Regions from separate parts of the Mus musculus genome. Here regions 1, 2, 4 and 5 are each linked to region 3. A link is a contact called in public HiChIP or PLAC-seq and promoter capture Hi-C data. All regions are on one chromosome and are shown on one strand. The core of a region is the stretch at or near the end of the contact, and the rest is flanking DNA. Distances in the headings are between cores, read along the strand shown.

Region 1 (4,979 bases), core at 2,134-4,633, 320 kb after region 3:
GATTGTGGGCTTGATATTATATTAGTATTTGGTTATTATTGAAAGGCGTGCATTGATTGCTAACACTTTGTTGATTTTTTTGTTTGTTTTCTTTTTCCTCTTCTTCTCTTGCCTAGTATTTTTCTAGCATGGTTTATTTTCTGCGGCACATTCGTGGATTTGTCTTTCTCTTCACTGTGAGGGATTCCTTTAGTCTATTTTTATCATAAGTATTTAGAAGGCAGTTTGAGAATAAGTTGCTTAACAACTTTTATCTTCCCTTTAGTTATGACAAGTAGCTTTGCTGGCACAGTGCTCTGGACTGGCAGTAGTTCTTTTCCTTCAGAACTTGAAATACATCACTCCAAGCCCTGCTGGCTTCTAAAGCTTCAGTTGGATGATCTGGAGTTATGCCAGTGGGCTTGCCTGTTGTGTGACTCAGTGTTTCTCTCTTGCCTCTTTCACTGTGCATTTTTTCTTCTGTGTATTTTAGTGTTGTCAGCATACCAGGGAAGAGACCCTCACCTGAGGAATTTCTTCCATGAGATTGGCCTGTGGGCAGGTCTTTGAGGCATTTTCTTAATTGCTAATTGATGTAGAAGGGCCCAGCCCACTGTGGGTAGCGCTGTCCCTAGGCTGGTGGACCTGGGCTGTATAAGAAAGGAAGCTAAGCAAACCAGGGAAGGGAGCCAGTGGGCCTTCCTCTGTGGTCCCGATTTCATTTCCTGCTTCGGCTTCCCTTGATAATTGACTATAACCTTTAAGCCAAAATAAGCAATTTCTTGCCCAAGTTGTTTTTGGTCAGTGTTTTATCACACTATCAGAAAGCAAACTAGAAAAAGGGTTTTAGTTAAATTCTAACAAAAGACGGTTCTTTTCTGGTGTTATCTTTGTGTTATCTCCTGTATCTGGGTTGATATCTCTTTTTCCTAACTTTGGAAATTTTTCTGTTATGATTCTTTTGAAAATATTTTCTAGCCAGGCAGTGATGGTGCACACCTTCAATCCCATCGGTCTGGAGGCAGAGGCAAACGGATCTCTGTTGAATTGAGGCCAGCCTGGTCTACAGGTGGAGTTCTAGGACAGCCAGGGCTATACATAGTAACTCTGTCTTGAAAATGCAACAACAAAATAAAAGGAAGTATTCTCTGTGCCTTTACAATGAGATTTTCTTATGCCTGTTCCCTGTCAGAGTGTCTTATCTATCTTGGAATTCCCTTCCATACCCTTAAATGCTTTATTTTTGTCCTTGTTGCACTGTTCCTCCATCATGTCTTCAGGGGCAGACACTCTGTCCTCTCCTTTATTAATTCTGTGCTGACTGTCCACAGAATTTATTTCACTGTGTCTTTTAATTCCAGCATTTCTGCTTGGCTTTTATTCAGTATTTCAGTTTCTTCTTAATTCTTTCATATTTCATATCTAGCCTTCCTTATTTCATTCAGGTGTTTATTTGTGTCTTGAAATGTGCTTGTTACACTGGGATCTCTCTCAGGGACTTCATCCGATTCTCACTAGAGATCATTGCTATAGTTTTAGTAATTTTGAAGGAGTTAGTTTGCTTTGATATTTCCTATTTTTTATGTTACTGCATTGGGTTTACATATCTGGTATTTTTTTCTTTGCTTGGTTTATTTTTTGTCAATTATATTTTTCAGATGACATATTTGAAATGGTCAAATGGGACTTGAATGTGTAGTTCAGAAAATAATTCCTTAGACCAGGAGTAGCTCTGAGGACCTGGTGTACAGTCTGTCTTATTCCCCGAATTCCATATTAGCTGTGAAAGCAACCACAGCTGCTTGATATCAGCACTAAGCAATTGTCAAGAACTGTTGGAGGACAAATAACCAGGTTTAAATAGTGTAGAGTAGACTCAAAATTTTTTGTTTGTAAGATAGAAATAGGGAGGATTTAGGATTTGTAAGAGGGAGGAGTTAGCATAGATCACCTTGGAGAAGAAAAACATTGAGGTTAGTAAAATGTAGCCAGAAGGGGAAAGTTGAGACCCCTTTGGGGTCTGCAGATTTTAGAGATTGTTAAAGCTGATGGGAAGTTTTCATTAAGTAGAAAGAGTAAGGGATGAGACTAAGAAGAACAGTATAGGAAGAAGAGGGGAGGTTATGGGGCTGGAGAGACAGCTCAGTGGTTAAGAGCACTGGCTGCTCTCCAGGGGACCTGGGTTTAATTCCCAGGGCTCCTAACCATCCGTAAGCCCAATCCCAGGGGTATACCTCCCTTTCCTGGTCCCTCCGCAGGCACTCGGTGCACAGACATACATGCAGACAAAAGCCCCCTCCCTCCCCTCAGAAGGAGGCTAGTGCATGCAGTTAAGCATGCATGCTGCTTTTGCAGATGACCTGAGTTGTATTCTGTGTAGCCACATCAAGCAGCTCATGGCTGCCTTTATTTAACTCTAGCTTCAGGGGATCCAGTGCCTCTGGCCTCTGAGGATCTACGCTCACACACACATTTGTAATTAAAAAATAAGATAGATATATGTATGTATATTTTAAAGACTGGTTATGGGGTAAATTGTTAGCTCAGCTGCACTTAGTTACAAATTAGTTCTCAATTCTTCTGGCTCTAGCAGGTTCTGCATGGTGTTGTGTGATAGAGGAGGAGATGGGAGCCTTTGATCTCTGAAACCTCTATGTTCCTGGGGCTCTGGCATATGAAAGGAGGGGAGGTTGAAAGTCCTTTTCTGCCGGGCATGGTGGCAGGCATGGGGGTGCATGCTTTTAATCTCAGCGCTCAAGAGAGAGGCAGATAGATCTCTACTTCGAGGCCAGCCTAGTCTACAAAGTGAGTTCCAGAATAGCCAAGGCTACACAAACAAACAAGAAAGTCCTTTCCTGATATAATTCCCTGGCTCCTGCACACTGAGTGGCATGTCGAGTTCCTACGCTCAGGTGTGTGAGGAGCAGCACTCGAGGTCTAGCCGTTGAATCTGTTTACTTGGCATCTATGCTGCATTTTACATGCCCACTCAGCATTAATAGCAGGTTACCAATTCTATGTCAAAGTCAGACCTTTCATTTGTCCTATTCTTACCCCCAGATACCCTTTTAGAGTTCCGACTGTGTACCTACTGGTGAGCTTTTAGCTCAGAAACATCAGAAAGGCCAAGGTGTTCCTTGATTGGCCTTTCACCTCCCTGCTTCTGTATGAGTGAGGTGACTGCTCTGTGGAATTGAACTTCTAAGAGCCTTTGCTTAGCTCTCCTAGTGCCAGGGTATCCAGCAAAGGGCAATTGTTTTAGCCAAGGAGAGGAAATCCTAGTTTTCCTGTACGGAGTTAGCTTCTTTCTGACAGACCTGGAGAGAAAGGATGGCTGTATAGTTACTCTGATTGGAAAGCAGAAGAGGCTTTGTACTTGACTAAGGAAATGACTATACAGTGAGGTCACTTTCTCCCAGCCAGGAGAAGGAACTGGTGAAGAAATGTGTATCCTTTGTAATGAGTCAGCAGGCATGAAGTGGACGGCAGCCAGCCTCCATTCACAAATAGCTACTCCAGTTGATTTCAACTTCACACCACAGGAACTGGAACATCCATGAGGACAGAAAAGTATTGGTGTGTGAGAAATGTGGGACCAGTTCTCTTTAGGGTTTTCCTTTTTTTATTTTGAGATGGAGGTCACTCTGTGTTGCCCAGGCTAACTTTTAACTCCTGGCTCCGGTAGTCCCACCTCACCTTCCAGAATAGCTTAGGAAAATAGGCATGTCCAGCTGTGCCCAGTGTCTTTGAGACTTTTTGGAGGAAGATACTGTTCTTGACTTCTGAGTTATTTTACTATTTATAAAAGAGAACTTGGTCTCAAGATATAAAGGGACTATATGCTAAGAATTTAAATATTTGATCTAATAGATAAATCTTTTACTTCTATCTTATAGTTTTGTAAATTTAGTTGTTAATACCCCAGACTTTTTGACTTGATAATAATGACCTCAGAAAACTTACTTTGAATTTAAACCTACAAAGTATGAACAAATTGAGACTACTCACAATGATTATAGAAAAGTTAAACTGTACAGTTAGTCACTTCAGTACTAAGACTCCTTTCTTTGTAGTGGTGGTGATGGTGGCGATGACACTGGGGATCGGACCAGACCCTTGAACGTGCTAAGCTGCACCCAAGCTCTATGCTATATTTATTCATAAATGCAGGCTATGCTTGATCCTAGGCCCAGAGGTGGTAATATGCTATCTAATGTATTTATTTGGGCTGACTTCAGTCTAAATGGAATTTGACATTTTATTAAGATATTAATTTTATTAAGACAAAGCTTGGAATTTATCTTTCAGAAGGAAGCCACATTCCTAAAGAACAGCTGGTCTCCAGTATTTGATCTGTATTTGACCTGTGGGGATTGATACAGGGTCTTTATGCATAGCATTTTCTTATTTAATTTTTTTCCATACACAAGACGATATGACCTGTCTTTCCTCACCTCTTTCAAATCTGCACATGGGTTAAACACCTTCACTCAGGAATCCTAACCCCAGAATTACACATTGATAAATGGAGTCGATGCTTAATACATTTTCAGATGGGTGGGAGGGTTGGTAGTTGGTTGGTTGGTTGATTGGTTGGTTTTTCTCGAGACTAGGCTCTCACCATGTAGCCCTGGCTGTCCTGGAACTCGATCTGTAGACCAGGCTGGCCTCGGACTCAGAGATCTGCCTGCCTCTGCCTTCCAAGTGCTGGAATTAAAAAGGCATGCACCACTATGCCCCGTTTGTTTTGTTGTTTACATTGAAGTAACTTGTCAGGAGACAGAACTGACAGAAACCAGAATGGCACTTGTGCTCAAAGCTGTCATGGCACAAGCTCAGAAGGACCCCTGTTTGCCTTACTTGTATGCAGTTGTGTTGCAGATGGCTTTAATCTGTGTGCTTTTCTTTTTAATATCTTGTATCTTCTTTTGTGTTCCTATTCTCTCTCCCCTTCTGACGAATAATGCTTCTGGCTCCTTGTCCTTCTTCAGAGTGAGTTT
Region 2 (5,325 bases), core at 2,166-4,665, 260 kb after region 3:
TCCTTTGTTTGCCTGCCAGAGATCTTATCTGAGCCCATAAGAGTTGATAGGACCATTGAGTCAGCATTGCTCTTTCCTCAGTACCCTTCTTCTGCAAAAAAAAAAAAAAAAAAAAAAAAAAAAGTGCTTTGTGGCGTCTCAACCCTGGATAAAAGGGAGACTTAATATACGACACAGGGGTCATTCAGTATTCGGCTGTATTTAATGGTAGTAAAATCTAAATAACTTTGCAGTGTTTCCTAATCCCCATGTTTTCTCTGTTGTTTCTCAGTGTATTTGGCTAAATCACTACAGAGCAACCAAGCCAAATGGCTAAACCACCCACTCTCTTATTCCCAGCACATGAATTAGAGGGAAGCCAGCTGAAATCCAGGCCAGGCTCATAAATGACTTGTATGTCTGATTTTTGTTCCATGATCTGAAACTCAAAATAATCAGAAGAGGAACCTATCCCGATTACCAGCAAATCCGCACGCACAGTCTCCAGCTTTGGACGTGCGTGAAGCTTGATAAACAACCCTTTCTGAACAGATATAAGACTTAGAGATCAATTCCAAAAGCCTAAACAGACACTCACATGTAGCAAGCTTATGGAGTTTAGGAAACCCTTGTGTTCGGTTCAGGACCCTCCAGCCAAAGTGAAAGCTAAGGGTCCTTTTAGGAAGAGCTTGGAACAGAAGACCTTTGAAGAAAGGTCCTAAGAGACAAGCTTGGGGCTTCCAAAACAGTGATCACTGCTGAGCCTGGTAGCACAGGCCGGTAATCCCAGCTACTAAAGAGACTGAGGCAGGAAGGTGCGTATCTATCTGTCTGGGCTATATAGTGAGTTCAAAGCTAACCAAGGCAACTTAAGACCATGTTTTGAAATTTTAAAAAATAGAAAGAAGAGCCGGGCGAGGTGGTGCACGCCTTTAATCCCAGAGGCAGAGGCAGGCAGATTTCTGAGTTCTAGGCCAGCCTGGTCTTCAAAGTGAGTTCCAGGACAGCCAGGGCTATACAGAGAAACCCTGTCTCCAAAAAAAACCAAAAAAAAAAAAAAAAAAAAAAAGAAAAAATTAGAAAGAGGAATGAAGGAACAAAGTTACTTAGTTAGGGCTATAGTTCAGTGGTAGATAGCATGCCTAGTCTATGTAAGTCCCTGAGCTCCATCCTTGGTAACACGCATGCACACTAGTGAGCATGGTCTAACAGAAGCCTCAGCCTAGCATCCAAAGATAGATCAAGAAGGTGGTGGACTGCAACGCTTGCTGTTTGGTGTAGCTATCTAGAAGAAACTTGCTGTAAAAAATTAAAGTCCCCGACCACAACTTGTTAACTTAAAAGTTGAACTAAGGAAGGGTACAAGGACCAAGCTACAAAGATATCAAGGTCTAATTAAGTTCATTTTGAACATAGGCCTGGGGCTCCAGATACTGTTTAAGAATAGGTGTTGGACACATCTCTCTTCAGTATCTTCCACCTGATATATATTTTTAAAATTAGCCATGTGCTGGCTGTTATTCAGTAGGAATATGGCCCTTCTACCAGAAAAGCAGCATGCTTCGGAGCAGAACCCAGCTTCAGGGGACAAAGAGATGGAGCAGGTCTGAAAGTTCTAGAAAAGAGACGTGTGAGTCGGAGAGCGAAGTCAGCAGTAGAGAACTTACCTTGAATGCAGAAATCCCTGCTGGGTTCCACCTCCAGCGTGCACAAACAAACAACGGTAAAACCAGAGAAGTCTAGATATAGAAAGTCTTATATACTTTCTATACTAGGTATAGAAAGTCTTAGAGGCCAGCACTTGGGATTGAAAGCAGAGGCCTGTGTATCTCTCAAACTCATGAGGACATCCTGGTCTACAGAGCGAGTTTCCAGGATAGCCAGGGCTACACAGAGAAGCCTTGTCTTGAGAAACTAGAAAACTTTTTTTTTTCCTTTAAGAAAGTACAGGGATGCCTGGAAAATATATCTAAAAATGAACAGAAACACAAGACTGTAAGGTTGAGGGCTGTTTACATTGGAATTGGTTTTATGTAATTGGTTTTTAGATGGATCTAAAACTGCCTTATCCCTTCTTGTTGTTTATTGCTGTTGTGTGTTAGGTGTCTTCATGCCACACTGCACATGTGCAGGTCAGAAGGCAGCTTTATGGAGTCGGCTCTCTCCTCTCACCTTTAGGCCGGTTCTGAGGATTGAATTCTGGTTGTCAGGCTTAGTACACGATTTCCCCACGGTGCCCTCTCAACAGCCTCTCCTCCTCTTTATAACATAGCTTCCTGCTAAGGAATCTAACACCGTCTCTTGCATTTAGCATTAGAAGCATTTTGCTTCTTCCTTTTACAAAAGAAGATCAAATTACAAGAACATTTAAATCGCACTTTGAATTATTGGCCAACCCGGGACTAACCCCAGACTTTCTTTTGGAAGAATAGTGTAAACCCATTTATCACGCGTATAGGACGCTGTTTTGAGCACTGGCTTCAGTGTTAACTGCTCACCTTTCTCCCTCTTGTCCTGCAGCTGGGATGAAAGCAGCTCCATTAGCAGTGGGCTCAGCGATGCCTCCGACAACCTCAGCTCAGAAGAGTTCAATGCCAGCTCCTCACTCAACTCCCTCCCAACCACTCCCACTGCCTCCCGCAGGAGCTCCACTATAGTGGTAAGTGACTTTGCAAACCTCTAGACCCCAAGGTCAAGGTGAGAAACACTGTATCAACCTGGAGGGACCTGTAGAGGTGTAAATGCTGTCATTGAGACAGTATTTTCCCACCCCACCTATCTAGAATGATAGATTAGAGAAAGAAAAGCATCCTAGAGATTAGATAAAGTATCTTCCCTCCACTCCGGAACTCTATCTCTTGCCCACCCCCACCCCACCCCACCCCACCCCAAACCCCCCAAAGCGGCTTACTCTGCCTTTCCCTCTCCTCATTAGTTACGCACAGACTCGGAGAAGCGCTCCCTGGCGGAGAGTGGGCTCAACTGGTTCAGTGAGTCAGAGGAGAAGACCCCTAAAAAACTGGAGTACGACAGTGGTAGCCTGAAGATGGAACCTGGGACTTCAAAGTGGCGGAGAGAGAGACCAGAGAGCTGCGATGACGCATCCAAGGGCGGAGAACTGAAAAAGCCCATCAGCCTGGGACACCCAGGGTCCTTGAAAAAGGGCAAGACCCCTCCGGTGGCTGTCACCTCTCCCATCACTCACACCGCCCAGAGTGCCCTCAAAGTCGCAGGTGAGGCAGGATACAGGAGGGACAAGGGGGAAGACCTTTCTTGGATGGTTTTCCTTAATAAACACAAGCCTGTAGCATGATAGGAAAGGTTTGCATTAGTGCTTTAATGTACAGTGTCCTTTCTGGCCTCTAGGAGAGTCCGGTGAGTTAGGAAAGATGGATGTTACTATTTTACAAATGTGGGAAATGACTCAGCGATCAGCTGACTAAGCTGCAACCACACAGCTGATAGAAAGAACAGGAGGCAGACAGTGTACCCAGGGATAGGTTTGACCTCTCTTCAAATGGTTCCCACTAGCTTCTTCCTTTCCTTCCCCAAGGCGTACTTCTTAGCATCTCAAGGAGGTCCTCCTGAAGTACTATGTTCCGTGGCTACACAGGAGGAAGCACAGCCAGCTTGGTGGCACACGTTTTTTTTTTTAACACCAGTGCTCGAGAGGCAGAGAAGCAGGAGGAGTTCGAGGCCATCTTGCTCTGCAGAGCGAGTTTAAGGACAGTCAGAGCTACACAGAGAATCCGTGTCTCAAAAACCTAAACCGCCAAAGCCGCAGCAGCAACAGAACAGAATAGAAGCACATTGTTTGCAGGCTTGCCCTGTGGGTCTCTTAGAGTTTTAATGGGCATTTCTCTCTGGTGTCTACACATTGCCTTGTCTGATTCATTGTGTCCCCTCCTTGTCCCTCCTTAACCAGTTAGTTTTTAAACACACTTCCTTCTTGATCATTTTTGTCATCACCTCTGCCATTTTAACCAAAATAAACTGCCCTACAGAAAACAATAAAAACAAACGAAGTGAAAAGCCTTCTTCCTCCCATAGGCCCTCTGGCAAGAAGCTGTATCCGCTTTTATCCAATACCCGTTTGCCCATATTTAGGACTCTAGATCTTTATTATGTATAGACAATTGTTCCTTTTCCCCTAGAGAGAAGAAAAAGTGTTTTTAGGATATCATGATAGCAACTCTTCCTCTCTTTCCTACCCTCTTTCAGGCAAACCTGAAGGCAAAGCTACAGACAAGGGTAAACTCGCAGTGAAGAACACTGGGCTACAACGCTCCTCTTCTGATGCTGGCCGGGACCGCCTGAGTGATGCTAAGAAGCCCCCCTCAGGCATTGCTCGGCCCTCTACTTCAGGATCCTTTGGTTATAAGAAGCCTCCCCCTGCTACTGGCACAGCCACTGTCATGCAGACCGGTAGCTCAGCCACCCTCAGCAAGATCCAGAAGTCCTCAGGGATCCCTGTGAAGCCAGTAAACGGGCGCAAGACGAGTTTAGACGTGTCCAACAGTGTAGAGCCCGGATTTCTCGCCCCTGGAGCACGGTCCAACATCCAGTATCGCAGCCTACCCAGGCCAGCCAAGTCCAGTTCTATGAGTGTGACTGGGCGTGGTGGACCTCGGCCTGTTAGCAGCAGCATTGACCCCAGCCTCCTCAGCACCAAGCAGGGTGGCCTTACACCCTCCAGACTGAAGGAACCTTCCAAGGTCGCCAGTGGTCGGAGCACTCCAGCCCCTGTCAATCAGACAGATCGGGAAAAGGAGAAGGCCAAAGCCAAGGCTGTGGCCCTGGACTCAGACAACATCTCCTTGAAGAGCATAGGCTCCCCAGAAAGCACTCCCAAGAACCAAGCAAGCCACCCTCCAGCCACCAAGTTAGCAGAGCTGCCACCAACCCCTCTCAGGTACCCACACTGGGCAATGACTTCCTCCCCTGTGTCTCCAGCCTTAAACTAGATGTGGCATGGCCTATCCGTTGCGTCTCTAGACCTTTGTTTGGATCCTTCCTCCCTCTTCTACCATTTCTTCTCTCTGCTTGAAAACTCACCTTGTCTCTACTGTTCCGTGTGTCTTCAGTACCCGTGCATGTGATTTTGCTGTGTTCAGCCGCACATTCCCCAGATGCACGTGTTGTCTCCCTTACGATTGAAGATGCTATAAGTCAGGTGTTGAATCTCCTTCCAGTTGGTTTATCAGCAGCAGCAGCGTAAACCTTTAGCTGCATAGGCAGCCAGAAAAGAAGGGAACTAGAAAAAGATTGCCTGTTGCCCTGTAATTTGTTATTCTAAATATTGTATTTCATCTTCACTCCTCTCAGGGCCACAGCTAAAAGCTTTGT
Region 3 (5,611 bases), core at 33-2,532:
GGAGGAAGCCCTAGGGCCCAGTCCTGAAGGAAATCCCCAACCTAGCTCAGAGACAACTGTACTAACAGCCCCAGTCCTCTGAGCTTCTGCAGGATGCCAGGGTGTGTGTGTGTGTGTGTGTGTGTGTGTGTGTGTGTGTGTGTGTGTGTGTGTGTAATATGTGCTCCAAAAAGTACTGGCCCAGAAGAAAACTGAGCTGTGTCACTTGTTCGAGGTCATCCGTGTATTAAGTGTCAAATCTGAGTCAAAACTCAGTCTGCTTGCCTTTCAGAAACCCTGTCACCAAGATTCCAGAGTCTCATGATAAATGTCCCACCAAAGGCAAGTGAACCGCTTGCATGCAGTGATGGTGTCCCATTACAGTGTCCTGTCAAGGTGGGGAGGCCCGTCCATTCATGCACCACAGGAGGTAAGAAGTGGGTGGGACAAGTGGGTGGGATGGTCCTGACATCAAGTACTTGCTCCCAGTCTAGACCCTTGCTCTGACGGATCACAGCAGCACATGCAGAATAGACCCAGACCTGTGCCACTTGGATGAAACACCTGTCAGATAGATAACAGCTTGTTGGCTGACACTGCAACTCGCTCTCAGGCCCTTTCTACTCCCCTGCTGGCTCTTTGAGATCTCAGTAGTCCTCACCTGCCACCAAGACTTTCTTTTCCATCTGGTTCTTTCAGGAAAAAAGAAAACTCATACCTGCACTCTGGGGCTACCAAGCCAGATGCACACACACACACACACACACACACACACACACACACACACACTCGCGGGCACTTTCTCTCAGGAAAAGAGAGAGAGGAAAGGGGTGGCACGGATGTCCTCATCCCTCAGCTTTACAATGAGTGTCAGTGGCCCACAGAATCGCTGATTGTTCTGTAGGACCTGCAGGCGGTGGGGGGCAGGGTCACCCTGGGTCTAGAGCACGCGAAAGTCAGCTGCCCTGGAAGCCCCGGGATGGGGAGGGACCCAGAGTTTTCAGGAAAGGGAAACACTGCCGAGCTAACTCTAGCCACTTCCCACCACCTCCCTCTTGGGATCACTCTTCCTACAAACTTTTCTTGCAAGCGACAGGGCTGCGACAGGACCGGAAAAACCAATAGGCGCAGGGTGCGACCCAGGCGCTCCGGCAGTTGCGGGGACCCGAGGCGGACCACCCGGGGTAACACTCACCTGGCAGCTGCTGGGAGGCGCACGGGCGACAGCTCTCAGGGAAGCGGTGACTGGCTGCGCCGGAGTGCGCGCCGTTTTGTTTCCCCCTCCGGAAGGCGTTTCCCGCGCCACGCCAACCAGTAGGCTTTGCACACTGCACCACAACAGGGCTGATGTCACGGAGAAGCTGTCCCCTCCCCCATCCAAAACCTAGGGTCGGGAGCCCGGGCGTGGCTGCCGCCCCAGCCGTGACTTCTCTTTGCACCCTATGGCGATCTCTGGGGGCAAATCTTTACACAGAGGTGAGGGATGGGGTTAAGAGGTTCCTGGTCTGCCATGTGGGAAAGCGGAGACCTAACTGTGAGATCAGACTAAAGATAAACTTGGGCCCCCTAGGGAAGAGAGTGAAGGTCCTTAAATTTTCGGGTTCCGATGGCACAATGTTAAGGGGACTAACTTGCACTCCAGAATAAGACAAGCAAGGCCCCACTTCCTGTGACTTACTTCTGCCAGACAGCTGGCTTTAGGTTCATCAGTAAAAGGGCTATGTGCCACCGAGATGTGATGGGGGATGAGATACTATAACACCCGGGAGCACTTAGCCTAGCTGCCCTCCTCCAGGGGCTCTTGTCCCTCTGCTTTCCCCATCTCCCTGCCACCCACAAGAGATCATTCTACCGCTCCTGAGTGGATCTTCCTCTGGGCTAACCTACAGAATGACAAACACAGTCTCAAGCCACTGAAAACTGCCTCTGGGGTGATTAACAATATGTGTTACTGGGCCCACCTGCTCCCAGTCCGCAGAGCAGCCTGTCCAGAAATCCAATCCTAGAGGTGAACTGATGCCCCTGGGACTTAAAACGGAAGGCCCACTTTCTTTCTTTCCTTCTTTTTAATTTATTCCATGTATGTGGATACATTGTCGCTGTCTTTAGACACACCAGAAGAGGGCATCTGGAAGAGCAGTCTGTGCTCTTAACCACTGAGCCATGTCTCCAGCCCAGCCCATTTTCACTATGGGTACAAACAGCTCCAAGCAAGAAGCACAACACTTTCCTTGGGACCTAACGAAGTGAAGAATCTGCAAGGAAAACTATGTTCCTAGTAACAGGGGCTATGGGTGGGAGTGTTAGAGCCTCAAAGGAGGCCCTCTTCTATTTCATAGGATAATTACTGTTATTTGTTGTGTTCTGTAAAGTTGTTTTTGTTTTTATTTTGTTTGAGACAGAGGCTCACTGTGTATCCCTGGCTGGCCTGGAACTCACTATGTAGACCAGAATGGCCTTGAACTCAGAGTTTTCCCTGTGACGTTAAGATTAAAAGAGCTAGTTCCCACCATCATTATTCTTTACTATTACAAGATCAAAAGGACTTGAGGACTGCCGTCATCACTGCAGGTTGGATCATTATTATCATTGCTGGCTGAATTACATTATTCTCACCAAGCACAGGCAGTGTCAGGAACTAAGCCACACTCAAATTGCAGCATGATGTCACATGCTGTGTGGATTTGCCTGTTTGGACCTCTCCTGCCTGCCACACTTTTCGCAGAGGAGATGCGTGCTATGTTCATTGGGGAACAGTCACATGTGTTAGGCGGCCATCTCAAAAGTATCTCTAGGTACAGCTTGCTATCTCCTTCACTCTTCCAGGGCTCAGACCCTCGTGGGCTTCCTTTAAAGCCCTGGGGCTTGATTCTGTGGCACTAGACTTGCAATCCCAGCTCTTCTGGAAGCTGAGACAAGAACACAAGCTCAAGACCTGCCTGAGCTACAGAGCTATTGAAAGGCCAGTCTGTGGACTTAGCGAAGCCTTGACTCAAAACAAAAAGGGCCAGTGAATTGGCTCAGCAAGTAAGGGAGCTTGCTGTGCAAAACCCACAGGAGAAGGAATGAGCCAACTCCCAAAAGTGACCTCCGCTCACACAGCTGGCTTGTGAATGCCTACCTAACCAACTGCTAACACCACGCACACAAGCACACACACACACACACACACACACACACACACACACACACAGAGAGAGAGAGAGAGAGAGAGAGAGAGTGTGTGTGTGTGAATGAATGAATGAATAAAATTCAAATACAAAATCAAAAGTAAGCCGTGGATATAGCTCAGGGGTAGAACACATGCTAGTATGTATACAGCTTCATCCCCCAGTTCTGACGTCATTCCCCAGTTTTATAAATAAAGAGAGACAAGTCAGGGATAGAGCTGGGTTGTTGAATTTACTCTCTTCCAGGAATAAAGCTAAGCATCTCATGATTCAGAAGATGAGACATTTATCTGGCCTGTTTTTTTGTTTTTGATTTTGTTTTTCTTTCTCCCATAAGTCACGTCTACCCATTTAGCTCAACTCACCATTCAAGAGAGCCCTACTGTCCTGGTAAATTTTGGTTGTCAACGACCCAGAGTTACCTGGGGCGAGGGAACCCAAGTCAAGAATCCTTTCCATCTGACTGGTCTGTGAGTATGTCTGTGGACTTTTCTTCCCTGCTAATAGTTGATTGGTTAGGAAGGTCTAGCCTATCCAGGGCAGCCCAGCTGTATTTTAAAAGATAGCTGAGCCAGGCGTGGTGGTACATACCTTTCATTCCAGTAGAAGCAGATAGGTCTCTGAGTTGGAGGCCAGCCTGGTCTACAGAGTGAGTTCCAGGATAGCCAAGGCTACACAGAGAAACCCTGCCTTGAAAAACAGTAATTAATTAATTAATTAATTAATTAATTAATTAATTAATTAAGTTAGCTGGGCATGAACCCAACATCAATTAGCACTTTTCCGTGGTTTTTGACCAAGTTCCTGCCCTGCCTTCCCTCTATGATAGAATGTTCCCTGGGAGTAGAAGCTAAATAAACCTTTTCCTCCTCAAGTTGCTTTTGATCATGATGTTTATCATAGCAACAACAACAACAATAAAAACCCAAACTAGGACACTCTCCAAACCCGGGATGTCTGTAAGCATCCAACAGCATTTGGAGAAGACATAGCTATCCCTGTCTGATGTATTCAAGACTAAGAGGAGAAACCAGGAGGATCCTTGGTCTTTCTTATACTTGGACAGGTATGTTAAATTGAGGAACTACAGTTAGCTTTAGAGACCATGGGCTCAAGGCCCAGAGACGTCACTCCTACGGCTGGGGTTCCCCTGAAGCATCAGTACTCAATATCCGGAAGAGACAAGCCTTGGATCTCTGCCCAAGACTACAAGAGAGCAAACGCCTGCATTTCCTTCTTTGGTCTGGGTTTGTCCCCAGTGGCTCTGCTGATAGATCTCCCTGTGGGGGCATACCGATCTGTTCTGTGAAAAGATCTTAGGATGAGCCAGGGAAAGAAAAACAGAAACGGCTGCCGAACTTATATTTCTCTCAGTGGTTCTTTGTTTGGTTGGTTTGGTTTTTGGTTTTTGGTTTTTTGAGACAGGGTTTCTCTGTATAACAGTCATGGCTGTCCTGGAACTTGATTTGTAGACTGGTCTCAAACTCACAGAGATCTGCCTGCCTCTGCCTCCCGAGTGCTGGGATTAAAGGTGTCTTTACACACCTAGTTCTCCGTGCATCTGAAAACACCTTGGCAATAGATCGCTGTCCAGTGTGTCATCTAAACTCGCAGGTATGGTCACCATATTATCCATGCAAAGGCCATGTGTCTATATACACAGCTTAGAAAGACAACTATGCAGATAGTTGGATGGAGGTAAGGGAAGTTAAACAGGCCCTTTTTCTTCTGTTTTCTCACACATGTGGTTATATTGATCTCCTTGCATACTGCCATCTGTGTGGGCTTAGACGTAGAGAGAGCTCACTAACAGATAAGAAACATCTTGAGAAGCCAGGCGTGGTGGCGAATGTCTTTAATCCCAGCACTCGGGAGGCAGAGGCAGGTGGACTTCTGGGTTCAAGGCCAGCCTGGTCTACAAAGTGAGTTCCAGGACAGCCAGGGCTATACAGAGAAACCCTGTCTTGAAAAACCAAAAAAAAAAAAAAAAAAAAAAAAAAGAAAGAAAGAAAAGAAAAAAGAAAAAAAAAAGAAAGCCTTGAGAATGAGTTGAGTCAAAGATAACGTTGTTGTATAAGCCCTGCAAACAAGTGTGAGCTTCACGTGGAAATCACAGTCCAGAAAGCATCGTCAATACTTGGGGTGACACCTATGTCTACATTTCCTTAGGGTGGAGGGACTGGTCCTTGGTGATACTGGTCCTATTTAACTGTGCCCAGTCTGGCTCCATCCAGGCAGCCGTACCCACACCTACAGATGACGTGACCAGACATGGTAGCCAGATGGTCTCTGCTGGGTGCTACAGAGGAGGCTCGACACACACAGGTGAAGGGAGAGGTGACCTCAGTTTCATTGGATTGAAGTGCCTGGGGACATCTAGTGGGCAGTTCTACACGGAGCCAAAGACGGACCGGGGCTGAAGGTAGAGATGTGGGGTTGTCAGTCTGGAGAGAATTTGGGAA
Region 4 (5,615 bases), core at 2,255-4,754, 320 kb before region 3:
ACCCTCCCCCCGTACGCCCCAGAACTATGTGTACACACTCATGTGTGCAGGCTTGCACTCCCAGGACACCTCCCCCCCATACTCCCCCCCTCCAGCAGCTAATTCATGAGGGCACTCTGGGTGCCACCCTTCCTGACTGGCTGGTCATTTAGAAAGCAAATGTGAGGAGGGAAAGCCAGGCAGAGTCCTTGGTGCATAGGCGGGGTGGGGAGCGAAAGGCACGCTATGTAGACAGATTTGGATAAAATCCTGTTTTCATCCCAGAAGCTTCAGCTTTTGAAGAGAGATGGGGGATGAGGGGGGGAGTAGCACAGAATAGATCTGTAAGAGAGTGGGCTCAAGAAAAGGGATGCCCTGCCAGGGGAAGCTGCTCTCACCAGAGAGGGCAAGGAGGAAGGGGGCTGGACGTGATGTGGCCTGGCAGAGTGTAGCAATGCGGATCAGACTCGACTCCAGACCCGCTGTCTCTCCATGGCTCCCGTATCCTTCCAGCTACTCCTCATTCTCCATTTTCCCAAGGAACAGCTGATGGAATCCCATTCCTCCAGAGCACGTCAAAAATATTTCAAATATTCCTGACTCTCTCAGAACCCACTCAACACGGGCCTCCTCTCTGCAGCCCCTCCTTACTCCCCCCAAATAGCCCAGATATTATCATTGTTATTTCCAGAACAAACCTAGAGAGAGATTGAGGTCCCTGTCCCCCAGGGTACTACTTCTGAGCTAAAACATCCAAGTTTGCTCGCCAGCATCCAGGAGCCAATAAGAGCAGGCCTCCCCTCGAATCCACTTCTCCAGTTCCATTTGTAACTGGGACTCTAGCCAGTGGAAGTTGTCCCTGGACTGTCAATCGTTTTCCACTCTCCCTCTGTGGAGGATTTCCTCAGGAGCTGCTCCGTCCTTCATCTTATTCAAAATCTTGGGTGGTACCCCCATGATGACAGAGACCTGAACACACTTAGAAAGACTCCTAAGAACACAGGCCCTCCACAAGATGCTCAATAGCTCAGTGGCTCTCCCCTATGACCCGAGAGTTGTCCTCAGGCTCCGAGAAGCCCCTTTCCATTGTGGCGGAGACCTCCCTTCCTGCTTTCGCAAAGGTTCCTTTTGCTGGTCTAGGTGTAGGTTCACCCCTTTCCCAAGAGCCTGGGTCACCCTGATGCTAAAAGTCCAAGCTTTGTGACCACCCCGTACCTTCCACCTCTGCCTCCCACCCACTCCCTGCTCCATCTCGCTCAGGTGCTAGAAAGGATACTTCCATTCCACGATGCTGATGCAGGCCTTCCTCAGGGGGTTCTGTAGAGTCAGGCAGAACAAGGCCCGCGGGGGCCTCGGCAGAATCTCAGGAACAGGTTTCTTCGGCTGCTTCTTCCTCAGGCCCTCGTCCTGGGGTGAGGGCGGCTCCATGGCTTTCCCTGACACCCCTCTCTTCCCCCAGCCCACTGCCCTCTCCTCCCTGTGTCCCCAGTGCCCCCACCTTGGGGACTGGACCTGACTGAGCCTATCCTGCTGAGGCAGGCAGACGGGTCGGGCGTGGGGGCGGGAGGATTACTCTCTCTGCTCCCAGCGAGTAAAATTAGCCCCTGCTGCCCAGCCCAGGCTCCTGCGGCCAGGCAGCTGTCATTCCTTCCAGTCCAGCCGGTGACATCCCCATCTGCCCCCGAGGAGGCAAGGGCTGGGTGTAAAGGGGTGACTTATTATATCCAGGCTTGAGACGGGGTAGGGGCAGTGGGAGACAGGAAGGCTTCACAGCTGGGGCAATGAGGGTCAGGGAGAGGAACCCGTGGAGTAGAGCCACAAACTCCAAACAGGTTCCTTAGATGGAGATTAAGTTTCTCCCCACCCCAACTCCGTGGCTCTGTCCAGAGAATGTGTTGGGTGGTGGCCTAGCTCAGCATAGCTCCACTCACACCAGTCTCAGTGTCTGTCAGGATCTGCCCAGGACCCTCTCACACTTGCCGCCCCCAATGCCTTCTTCTGGCAAATATGGAGCCCCTCTCCTACCAGAGGGAAAGGCTCCAGGCAACCTTGAATGTGCACTGCTCTCACAGGGCCCCTGGTCCTCCAATCCCTCACTAGACAATGTCTGTGTGCTTTCTCCCTAGAACCCTGGCCTCTCCCATATTCAGTCTCAGCATACACACTAATCTCTCTGGAAATGTTAGGTGACTGCACCAGCTAGCAAACATTGCAAGGTGGAGGGTGGGCATAGACAATAATTCAGGAATCACAAAATTCAACAATCCCTTTTTATTTAGTCCTTGATGTAAACACAATGTCAGTGGACCCTAGAAGCTTACAAGTCTTGGGGTGGGGGAGGCGTTAAGTCCAGAAGAGACTGAAGGGTGGGAGAGGGGAGGTGATCACTCGCTGTCAAGGAAGCCAATGGGCACCAGCGACCTCTCCCTCCCTCTCTCTCTCTCTCTCTCTCTCTCTCTCTCTCTCTCTCTCTCTCTCTCTCTCTCTCTCACACACACACACACACACACACACACACACACACACACACACACTTCCCCTAAGTCTGTCAGCTCCAGGGTGCTGAATGCAAGCAGCTGCCTGTCTTCACTTCCCTCGTCCCTCCCTCAGAATTCCTGCTCTTTAGAGGCCATCAAGCTCCTCGCTAGTATTTGAGGCCATCTTGTGGAAGGTTCAGGCATAACAGAAAGTGTGGCTGACTTCCAGGGGACTTGGTGTGGTGGACAGCAGAGCTTCGCTGAGGCTGGTCCAGGAGCTGTCCAGGGCTCTGCTCCTCACCGCAGACATCAGCTCCTGGGATCCGTATCTCGCCATCTCTACCCCAGGCCCTCACATCTGGCTCAAGTGGGTGGAGGTGGGATCACAGACCTCGAACACCACTGTTCTTTGTCCCGCACAGATGACCCAGAAGCCCCCAAAGCTGTTCCCTAGAGGGGCAAGTCCAGGCCTCTGGCCAGATCAAAGGCTGGGTTCCTCCGACTCCAAAAAAGGCGACGAGGAAAAGGGGGATCCACTGGACTCGGCCACCAAGGAAGAGGGCTGCGGCACGTTGCTGTGGCCCGTGTGGGCGGGCGGCGGGGAGGTGGCGGGAGGTGGCGCGCCGTCGGGGGTGGCGCTCAACAGCTCCTGCAGGTACTTGATGTAGCGGATGGCGGCGCGCAGTGTCTCCACCTTGCTGAGCCGCTTCTCAGTCAGGGCGCCGGGGAGGTGGCCGCGGAGGCGCGCGTAGCCCTCATTCACGCACTTGACGCGCTGCCGCTCTCGCTCGTTGCGCTTCTGGATGAAGGCAGGCTCGAACGGGTAGTCGTAAACCCCGAAGGCGCCGGGAAAGGGCACGTAGGGGAACACCCCAGTGTAGGCGTCGTAGTAAGGCGGCTCGGAGTGGCCGGGGTACAATAGAAAGGGTACGTTGCTCAAGGGTTCGGTGGCTGCCAGCGGCGTCTGTCCAGCAGGGGCCACGACACCTAGCTGCATGCCCCCCGGGGGCCCACGGTCCACCAGAGCTCGGCAGAAGTTACTGTTCATTGTGCCTCGTGGAGCTGGACCCAGAGTGAGGCCCTCTGAAAGGCCTCTGCACGGGCTCTGTGTGGTCCTGACAAAGGGGACAAGTCACATTGCTAGCACTCTGGGGTGCTGCGAGTTGCTAAGGCTTCATTTTGCCTTTTTGGGTTGGCTTGGACTCCTTAATGTGAGTCATAGCTCTGGACAAGTGCAGCAGCTAGCAGAGGCACAGCAGGTATCTGCTGTGGTCGCGCCTGCGGTGACATGTGTTGAGCAATCTGAGCACTTTCTCCCTCTTCCCTGCCTGGTCCTCCTGGACTGAGAGTCTTGCCTCTTCCTGCAGTCCAAGGCCGCCAGCACTGCCCCTGGCTCTAGCTGCGAGCCTCCATGACCAGATTCCCCCAGCGCCCAATTCTTGTTCCTCACTGGATCTTTTTGCAGGATCCCGGATCTGCGGGGGATGTGGGCAGAGGCGGAGAGCCCGTCAGCTCAGCAGAAGAGTTCCCAGAACTTTGCTAAAAGTAGAGAAAAGTGAACATATCACTAAGGAAAGGCCTTTGTGGTACTCCTATCTCCAGAAACAATCAAGAGGAAAGAGGGCGGGGATTTGGAGAACTGTTGGTCTGAGCTCAAATCTAGGGTTCACTCCTCAATAGTCAAGTGACATACATCTTAGAGTCAGAATTCCATATTTGGAGAGACAGAAAACATCCTTTATAGTTCCTAAGATGAGAACCAAAAGAGTACAAACACATTCCAAAGCACCCGGTACTTGGCCTGGCAGATAACGGCAGCCATTAATATCATTTCCTCTGAGAATTCAGATCATCTCCTCAAGGCTACCTTCCAGGGCCTGACAACTAAAACTTGAGACAGTCTACTGGGACAGGGGGTTTAGAGAGATGGCTTTGTGATTAAAAGCAGGTACTGCTTTTTACAGAGGACTGGGTTTCCAGCAGCCAGGAGCTCACAACTGCCTGTAACACTCACTATAGAGGATCAGAGTCCCTTTGCTTCCAAGAGCACTGTGTCCACCTGCACATATCCATACAGAGACACATTTAACTGTAATACCATTGTTTAACGGAGCTAATCGAACTAGCAGGAGGAGTTGGAGCAACTATCTCAAGTTAGCCCAAGCCCCTCTCTGGTGAATGAAAGATAACCCTGATTACAAAGCCCTGGGGGTTAGCTATTTCAAAGCTTCCTGCCCCGCAGACTGTTGTCACCTTCCCCTTCCCTGTCCCAGGTCACATGGGTCCAGGAGGACATATGGGTCTCAAACCCTCTTGGCTTTCTCCTCTATGGCACCTTACAAGGTGTCTTCTTTTTTTCTTTTCTTTTCTTTTCTTTTTTCTATCTTTTTCTTTCCCCTTTGGCTTTTGGAGACAGGATTTCTCTGTGTAACCTTCACTGTCCTGGAACTCACTCTGTACCTGGCCAAGCTGAGCCATGTCCCTAGTATGTAATAGATGCTTCATAAATCCTGTCTGAATAACCAAGAAAGAGGATTAGGCCAAAAACTGGGTTTGCCAGGGTGGGGCATAATTACACGTAGCCATTCCCTGGTTTTAGAAAACTGTTATTTAGGAAATAATTGGTCTGTGTTGAGTTTAAGTGCTGCCAGAGCTCATCAGCTGTGCATATCAGATTTGAGCACTATGCCCTGCCTCTCTGGCCCTGCTCCCTGTCCCCGTGTGTGTTCACAGTGTTCGTAAGTGTCCTTGGAGTGCTCGTAGCTCTGTTCTTCGTTCTACTCTTTGAGGACGATGCTCAGAGTTTACTGATGGGTGAGTAGTCGACCTGCATTGAGAGAGTGGGGGCATCCCGAGGTCTTGGCTGTGGTTCAGCCTTGTCTATCTGGCAGAAAAGAGCCAGTCCTCTCCCTGCCTGAGAAGCCGGTGGCAACCTCAGATTTTTGAGTGTCCTCTATACCCTCCCGCAACAAACCAACAAGGATCCAAAGTCTCAGAGTCTCACACTTGCTAGAAGGTGGAAGCTGACGTATGAATCATCAGGACTAAAATTCTTATCTTCCCGCTCTTTGTAGCTGACCTCTAGAGCCTCCCACCAATGGTAGTTTTGACATATAATAAGAGTCAGCTTTGGCAAGATTCTAGCTCTCCTGGTGGGGC
Region 5 (4,944 bases), core at 1,428-3,927, 300 kb after region 3:
TACTCTTTCTCCCTCAGCCCTTCCATCGTGACTTCCCTGAAGTGGTGGTGGGAAGGATGTTGGGCTAACTTGATGGCTCATGGCTCAGGGGGCAGTGAAGTACTTGTCACACCTGACAACCTGAGTGACATAAACGGGGCGGAAGATAAACTCCACACTAAGTTATCCTCTAACCTCTACAGGTGTCCCAAGGCATGGCGCGCACGCGTACACGTGTACACACACACACACACACACACACACACACACACACACACACTTTAAAAAAACGTTTTATTGATTTCTTTGTGAATTTCACATCATGTACCCCAATTCCACTCATCTTCCCATCCCTTCATATCTGCCCTCCACTCTTGCAAACCCCTCCCCCCCAATAAAATAGAATAAAACAAAAAACAAACAAACAAAAAAAAGAAAACCCCAAATATCTAGTTGTGGGAACTGTAGTATGTCATAGTGTGTCACCCAGTACACCCTTTTGTCCACATATCTTTACTTGCAAATGTTCTTTGCAGAGAGTCCTTGGTCTGTTGCGAGGGCTCTGGGTTCTGCTACACTACCACTCCTGGATCCTCATGGGGACTCCTCTCAGATCTCCTGTTGTTGGTCTGTGTCGTGGAGATCCTGCAGCTCTGGATCTGCAGGACCAGCCCCTTTACATACTCTAGCAGATCATAGATGGGGTAGATGTTGGAATAGGCAAACTCAAAGCCCTGGATCTGGGCCTGGGTAGCTGAGTTGGTCAGCCCGCCCCTGCACCCCCAGGGTAAGCTCTCCAGTAGCTCAGCAGCACAGTCAGTAAGAGGCGGCCTCAACTCTTCTCTCAGATCCGCATGGATGTCTCACCGGTGCATTCGACACTGGGGCCAGCTCTACTGTGCTGCCCAGGCAAGGTGCAGGGCCCACTCTCCTAAGGTGAGGGGCAGGGCCAGCTCTCCCACCTACTGCAGGTAGAGAGGGGTCGGGTGGGGTAAGGGCATCTCTCCCTTGCCGGCCACAATCCACAGCAGACAAGGTGCAGGGCCTTCTGTGTTCATGTCCTCAGGGCTAGCTTACCCAGTCCCTTGCCCTCAGGGTCAGCTCTACTATGTTGCCCAGGCGAGGGGCAGGGCCAGCTCAGAATAGTGCCTCAGGCAGCAGTCCTGACCAGGGACATCTGCATGGCCTTTGGTGGTAAAACAGCCTGGGATATCAACACAGACCTGGTTGCCATAGGACCTCTAACCCAGACAGGTGGACCCCCGAAGCAGTATGGATCCAGATGTCCCACGGTATCAAGTGCAGCCATTCAGATTAGCATGTCTCCCCTCCCTCTGGCAGCATGCCTCTCAGATATCCACATGGTCTCTGGTAGCAGCCCAGACCACTGACATCCACTTTGCCTTTGATGCTAATTCAGGTGCCAGACATTGACACAGACTGCAACTCCAGCTGCAGCAGGACCAGGAACCCAGACATGGCCCTTGGGGGCAGCTGGAGCCAGGACCTCAGCATGGCCTCCTCATATCCCCCTATTCTTCACTGCCTTCAAGTCCCTAGTTCCACCTTTCTCCACAGTATATGAACCCTTCAGCTTGGTTTCCTCCTCCATCTCCACCACACTCCCCATCTTTCCCATCTCCCCATCACACATTCATCCATCGTAGTGGTAGCCACGGCAGGTGCTTGGGTGTCTTTCATCCGGCCTCCCCCAACACTTTTTAAAAAATTAAGTAATGCTATATATTTGCAGGATTCACTCATAGTAGTCACACTCATAGAATCACTCTAGAGCCATGTGTGGTGGCACATACCTGCAATCTCTGCAATGGGGGAGGTGAAAACAGAAAGATCAAGATAAGGGAGTTCAAGGCCAGTGTGGGCTACAGAGCAAGTTTGAGGCTAGTCTGGGCCACATATGACCTTGTCTCAAAACAAGATAACGACAAATAGGTAGATAATATTTTTTTTAAAAAAATCATTCTAGAAAAATGCTCCTTCGCCTGTAGGTAGTCTCCCCTGGACAGCCCTTTTTGACATTGGGTTCATCTAAGCTAAAAAGCTAGAAGACTGGATTTTTCTAAAGCAACCACTCCCCACTGCCAATTTCACTTCAGTTTTTCTGCGTGTCTCCTTTTCCCTGTCCGCTCCCCAGCATCTTAGGATCTCTAAAGCTAAACTGTAAACGGAGCCAACTGAATAACTGCTGTTTTTAGTTGAGGGGAGGGGTGTTAGTTTTAAAAAGATGCTATTCTGACCCCCTTCCTTAAGGCCCGACCTCTGTCCTAACTCATCTTAAATCTGGGCCTAGAATCATGCAGGTAGAGAGCGGTGATGGGCGAGGCGAGGGAGGGCATCTACAATCCCACTACAATCCACAGCAGACAAGGTGCAGGGCCTTCTGTGCTCACGCCCTCGGGATTAGCTTTCTTGCTCCCTTGCCATCAGGGCCTTGCCATCAAAGGTTACGCGCCTTTATTCCAAGCGCGTTTTCTAACAGCGCGTGCGACTTCAGGACTACAAACCGTTATGAGAATTCTGTGTGTGCATAGACGCCCAAAGCTTTCCTGGCCCGCGAATCGCGGTTCGGTTCCGGCAGCAGAAGGCGCTGTCTCCCGAGGCTGCGCTCTATCCCCGCCCCCCGCCCGCTCCCGCGTACTTAGGTGCGCAGGCGCGGCTTCGCGGATTGGCCGTACGCGGGAGCCGTCATTCGGTGGCGGGTCCCGGCCGCGGGGCTGGCGGGCTGAGGGGAGGAAAGATGGCGGCAGCGGCGGCAGCTGGTGCGGCTTCTGGGCTGCCGGGTCCAGTGGCACAGGGATTGAAGGAGGCGTTGGTGGATACCCTCACCGGAATCCTGTCCCCGGTGCAGGAGGTGCGGGCGGCTGCAGAGGAGCAGATTAAGGTGCTGGAGGTGACAGAGGGTGAGTGAGGCGGGACCGTCACGAGGATGGTTCGGACCAGGGCCGGCCGCACAGTCCGCTGACCGTAGGGATTTGGGGATCTTGAGCCAGCGGAGAGGTGGGCGTCAGGAGTGGATTAGGAAACGTGGGGGTGGGGGTGCCGCTGGTGGCTGGGAAAGTCCTAGAAGAAGGGTGGCGCGTCTGAAAGGAAAGGGTCGGGGGAGGTGGAGCCTTAGCGGGGATGGGGTGGGGGAAGACTTGAAAAGATAGATAGATAGTGGCGGGGTTCTGCCGAGGACAGAAATGAAGTTCGACGTGGTGCTGGCGGTGTCGCGCAATCTAGATGATCTCTGAGCCCAAGACAAGGTCTTTTTGCCGTTTTCTTCACCAGCTCTGTTGTAGTGGGATCAGGGAAGGGAGCTAGAGAAGAGCCAGAAGTAAGGCCCTTAAGGAGGCGGCCACCATCGAACAAGTTTCAGCATCAGAGTTTTAAATCTGGCTGGTTGTTCAGACACATCACGTTTTCCTAGAAATCAACTCAATCCGATGCATACGACGCTTCACTTTCCGACCATGCTTCCCGTTTGTTTTTTGTTTTTTAAAGACTTAATGGCAATTATTAAATTACTGTGCATTTCTATGTACAGGAACCGATCTTCCTTTGTTTTAGATTCTTTGTTCTCATCCTCCCGTTATGTTCTTTAACGTGTTAGAGAAGAAACTATTAGCTTGACGTTTTCTTTTAATTTCCTGTTTAGTGGGCTTTCAGCGGGCCTGTTTTCACAAAGAACAGAAAAAAGGGTCAAGTCTCCTTGGTCTTTATGTAAGAAACGTACCTGATTCGGAATTCCAGATCCTCGGAATCCCCAAGCTCAAGGGAATATTTCCACTGCTCCTTAAACTTAGGCTTCCTCAGAAATATGGGAGATTGTTTCCATATTTGACCAACCACCCTCAAAGCCTTGAGTTAATACTCCTGCAGGACTTTTTATTGAAAAGAAGTGGATGTGGTGGGGGAACCTCCCTTGAATTTAGTTTTTATATCCTCTAATATGACCAACTATTGAAGGCAAGTTTCCTTCTGTTGGGACTATTGGGATTTAATAGGTTAGAGACTATTTTGAAAGGCCAGGTGTAGTTTTATAACATTACCAGACTCTTAAGAGAGGGAACCGTGAATGGAAGAAAGCTATTGGAACGAAGCACATAACTAACTTGTCCTGAGGTTTCTAGGTCAAATTCCTTGACTTTACAGTTCATGCCTCTGCCTCCCTCGGTATAAAGAAAGAACGCTGATGGGCAGAAACCTTACTAAGTTTAACTTGTTACTTGCATTTAGTTGCTGGGCTGATGCAAACCGATCCTTAATTAAACCTCCCATGAATGATACCCAGTGTTTGAGCTAATCCCAAATGTATGGCTGTCACCTTAACTGTGAAAGGCCGGCTTATGTTTAGACTGTACAATAGTTCTAGTCTTACTCTGATTTCTTCTTCAACTCATAGCCAGATGCTATGGCCTCATCTAGGGCACAGCCACCTATACCGTCCTTGAGATCGTTTTGAAGTTCTTGTCACCTACTCTTGTTACCTTTTGGGATCTTGAAATCAAAAGTACAGAATTTCGATCTGATCACTGATGAGTAAATTGATAAAGGCCACCTCAGTTCTCCCTCCTGTCCCCATAACCTACTGATAATGTGTGAGTGGCCTGCTGAGAGGCAGGGGCAAGCTCTGATACAGTAACAGGAATGGCGGCTGGTAGTGAGGTATATGACTCAAGTACAGAATGTGGTTACAGAGGTGGATCAAGTCTGGAGTTGAATATAGTAATATTGGCTTTAAAATAGTCTTCAGTGGCTTTAAAATAGTCTTGTCCCCTTCTATACCTGTTTTTATTTAGAGGATAGTGGTTCATTCCTTAAGAGTCTTTTCCGGGAGGGGTCTTTAACAGTAATCTCTCCCATTGGGTCCTGAGCATCTCCAATTTTACATACTGGCTAACTCTGAGATACTTTCTAAAGGTTCGCTTCTAACAGCTTCTTTGGCTGTGGCCCTTCTTTACA

Evidence for each region. Promoter capture Hi-C pulls out the DNA fragments that hold promoters and counts their contacts. HiChIP or PLAC-seq counts read pairs in DNA pulled down with a chosen protein or histone mark. Capture Hi-C pulls out chosen DNA fragments and counts their contacts.
Region 1: a contact with region 3 is called in an H3K4me3 HiChIP or PLAC-seq map of bone marrow-derived macrophages, with 3 times the contacts expected there. The contact joins the enhancer-like site here to the promoter of Csrp1 in region 3. A contact is called at or near these places in 1 of 39 promoter capture datasets (the HPC-7 cell line), 1 of 15 datasets of contacts at CTCF or cohesin (the NIH/3T3 cell line), 3 of 115 datasets of contacts at active chromatin or transcription factors (bone marrow-derived macrophages, embryonic fibroblasts and microglia) and 3 of 9 other capture datasets (adipose tissue, macrophages and pancreatic islet).
Region 2: a contact with region 3 is called in an H3K4me3 HiChIP or PLAC-seq map of bone marrow-derived macrophages, with 4 times the contacts expected there. The contact joins the enhancer-like site here to the promoter of Csrp1 in region 3. A contact is called at or near these places in 6 of 39 promoter capture datasets (the 3T3-L1 cell line, 3T3-L1-derived adipocytes, the HPC-7 cell line and 3 more), 6 of 115 datasets of contacts at active chromatin or transcription factors (bone marrow-derived macrophages, embryonic stem cells, neural tube and 1 more) and 4 of 9 other capture datasets (adipose tissue, liver, macrophages and 1 more).
Region 4: a contact with region 3 is called in a promoter capture Hi-C map of pancreatic islet. The contact joins the promoter of Ascl5 here to the promoter of Csrp1 in region 3. A contact is called at or near these places in 2 of 39 promoter capture datasets (embryonic stem cells and liver), 1 of 115 datasets of contacts at active chromatin or transcription factors (pancreatic cancer cells) and 1 of 9 other capture datasets (pancreatic islet).
Region 5: a promoter capture Hi-C map of liver shows a contact between it and region 3, with 2.6 times the contacts expected there. The contact joins the promoter of Ipo9 here to the promoter of Csrp1 in region 3. A contact is called at or near these places in 6 of 39 promoter capture datasets (the 3T3-L1 cell line, the HPC-7 cell line, cranial neural crest and 3 more), 1 of 484 Hi-C or Micro-C datasets (embryonic stem cells), 8 of 115 datasets of contacts at active chromatin or transcription factors (the NIH/3T3 cell line, bone marrow-derived macrophages, embryonic forebrain and 4 more) and 2 of 9 other capture datasets (adipose tissue and liver).

What each region holds. Positions count from the first base shown.
Region 1 is chr1:135,409,590-135,414,568 of GRCm38.p6, reverse strand. All of the region lies in intron 4 of Ipo9 (importin 9), which reads left to right. Among named protein-coding and RNA genes, the nearest start is that of Ipo9, 18 kb to the left of the region's middle. Within about 2 kb of position 3,383, at least 79 of the 459 cell types and tissues checked have an H3K27ac peak or open chromatin away from gene starts, as enhancers often do. A contact at or near this core is called in the HPC-7 cell line, the NIH/3T3 cell line, adipose tissue and 2 more, where this site is marked.
Region 2 is chr1:135,470,046-135,475,370 of GRCm38.p6, reverse strand. It overlaps Nav1 (neuron navigator 1), which reads left to right. Exons shown (of 30, transcript NM_173437.2): 4 at 2,500-2,638; 5 at 2,915-3,212; 6 at 4,201-4,891; 7 at 5,305-5,325. Among named protein-coding and RNA genes, the nearest start is that of Mir1231, 18 kb to the right of the region's middle. Within about 2 kb of position 3,415, at least 26 of the 459 cell types and tissues checked have an H3K27ac peak or open chromatin away from gene starts, as enhancers often do. A contact at or near this core is called in bone marrow-derived macrophages, macrophages and pancreatic cancer cells, where this site is marked.
Region 3 is chr1:135,724,838-135,730,448 of GRCm38.p6, reverse strand. It overlaps Csrp1 (cysteine and glycine-rich protein 1), which reads right to left and starts at 1,282. Exons shown (of 6, transcript NM_007791.6): 1 at 1,175-1,282.
Region 4 is chr1:136,048,693-136,054,307 of GRCm38.p6, reverse strand. It overlaps Ascl5 (achaete-scute family bHLH transcription factor 5), which reads right to left and starts at 3,504. Exons shown (of 1, transcript NM_001270609.1): 1 at 2,938-3,504. The coding sequence starts at 3,504. The coding sequence ends at 2,938. It overlaps Cacna1s (calcium channel, voltage-dependent, L type, alpha 1S subunit), which reads right to left and starts at 1,497. Exons shown (of 44, transcript NM_001081023.2): 1 at 1,256-1,497. The coding sequence starts at 1,407.
Region 5 is chr1:135,428,224-135,433,167 of GRCm38.p6, reverse strand. It overlaps Ipo9 (importin 9), which reads left to right and starts at 2,677. Exons shown (of 24, transcript NM_153774.1): 1 at 2,677-2,900. The coding sequence starts at 2,738.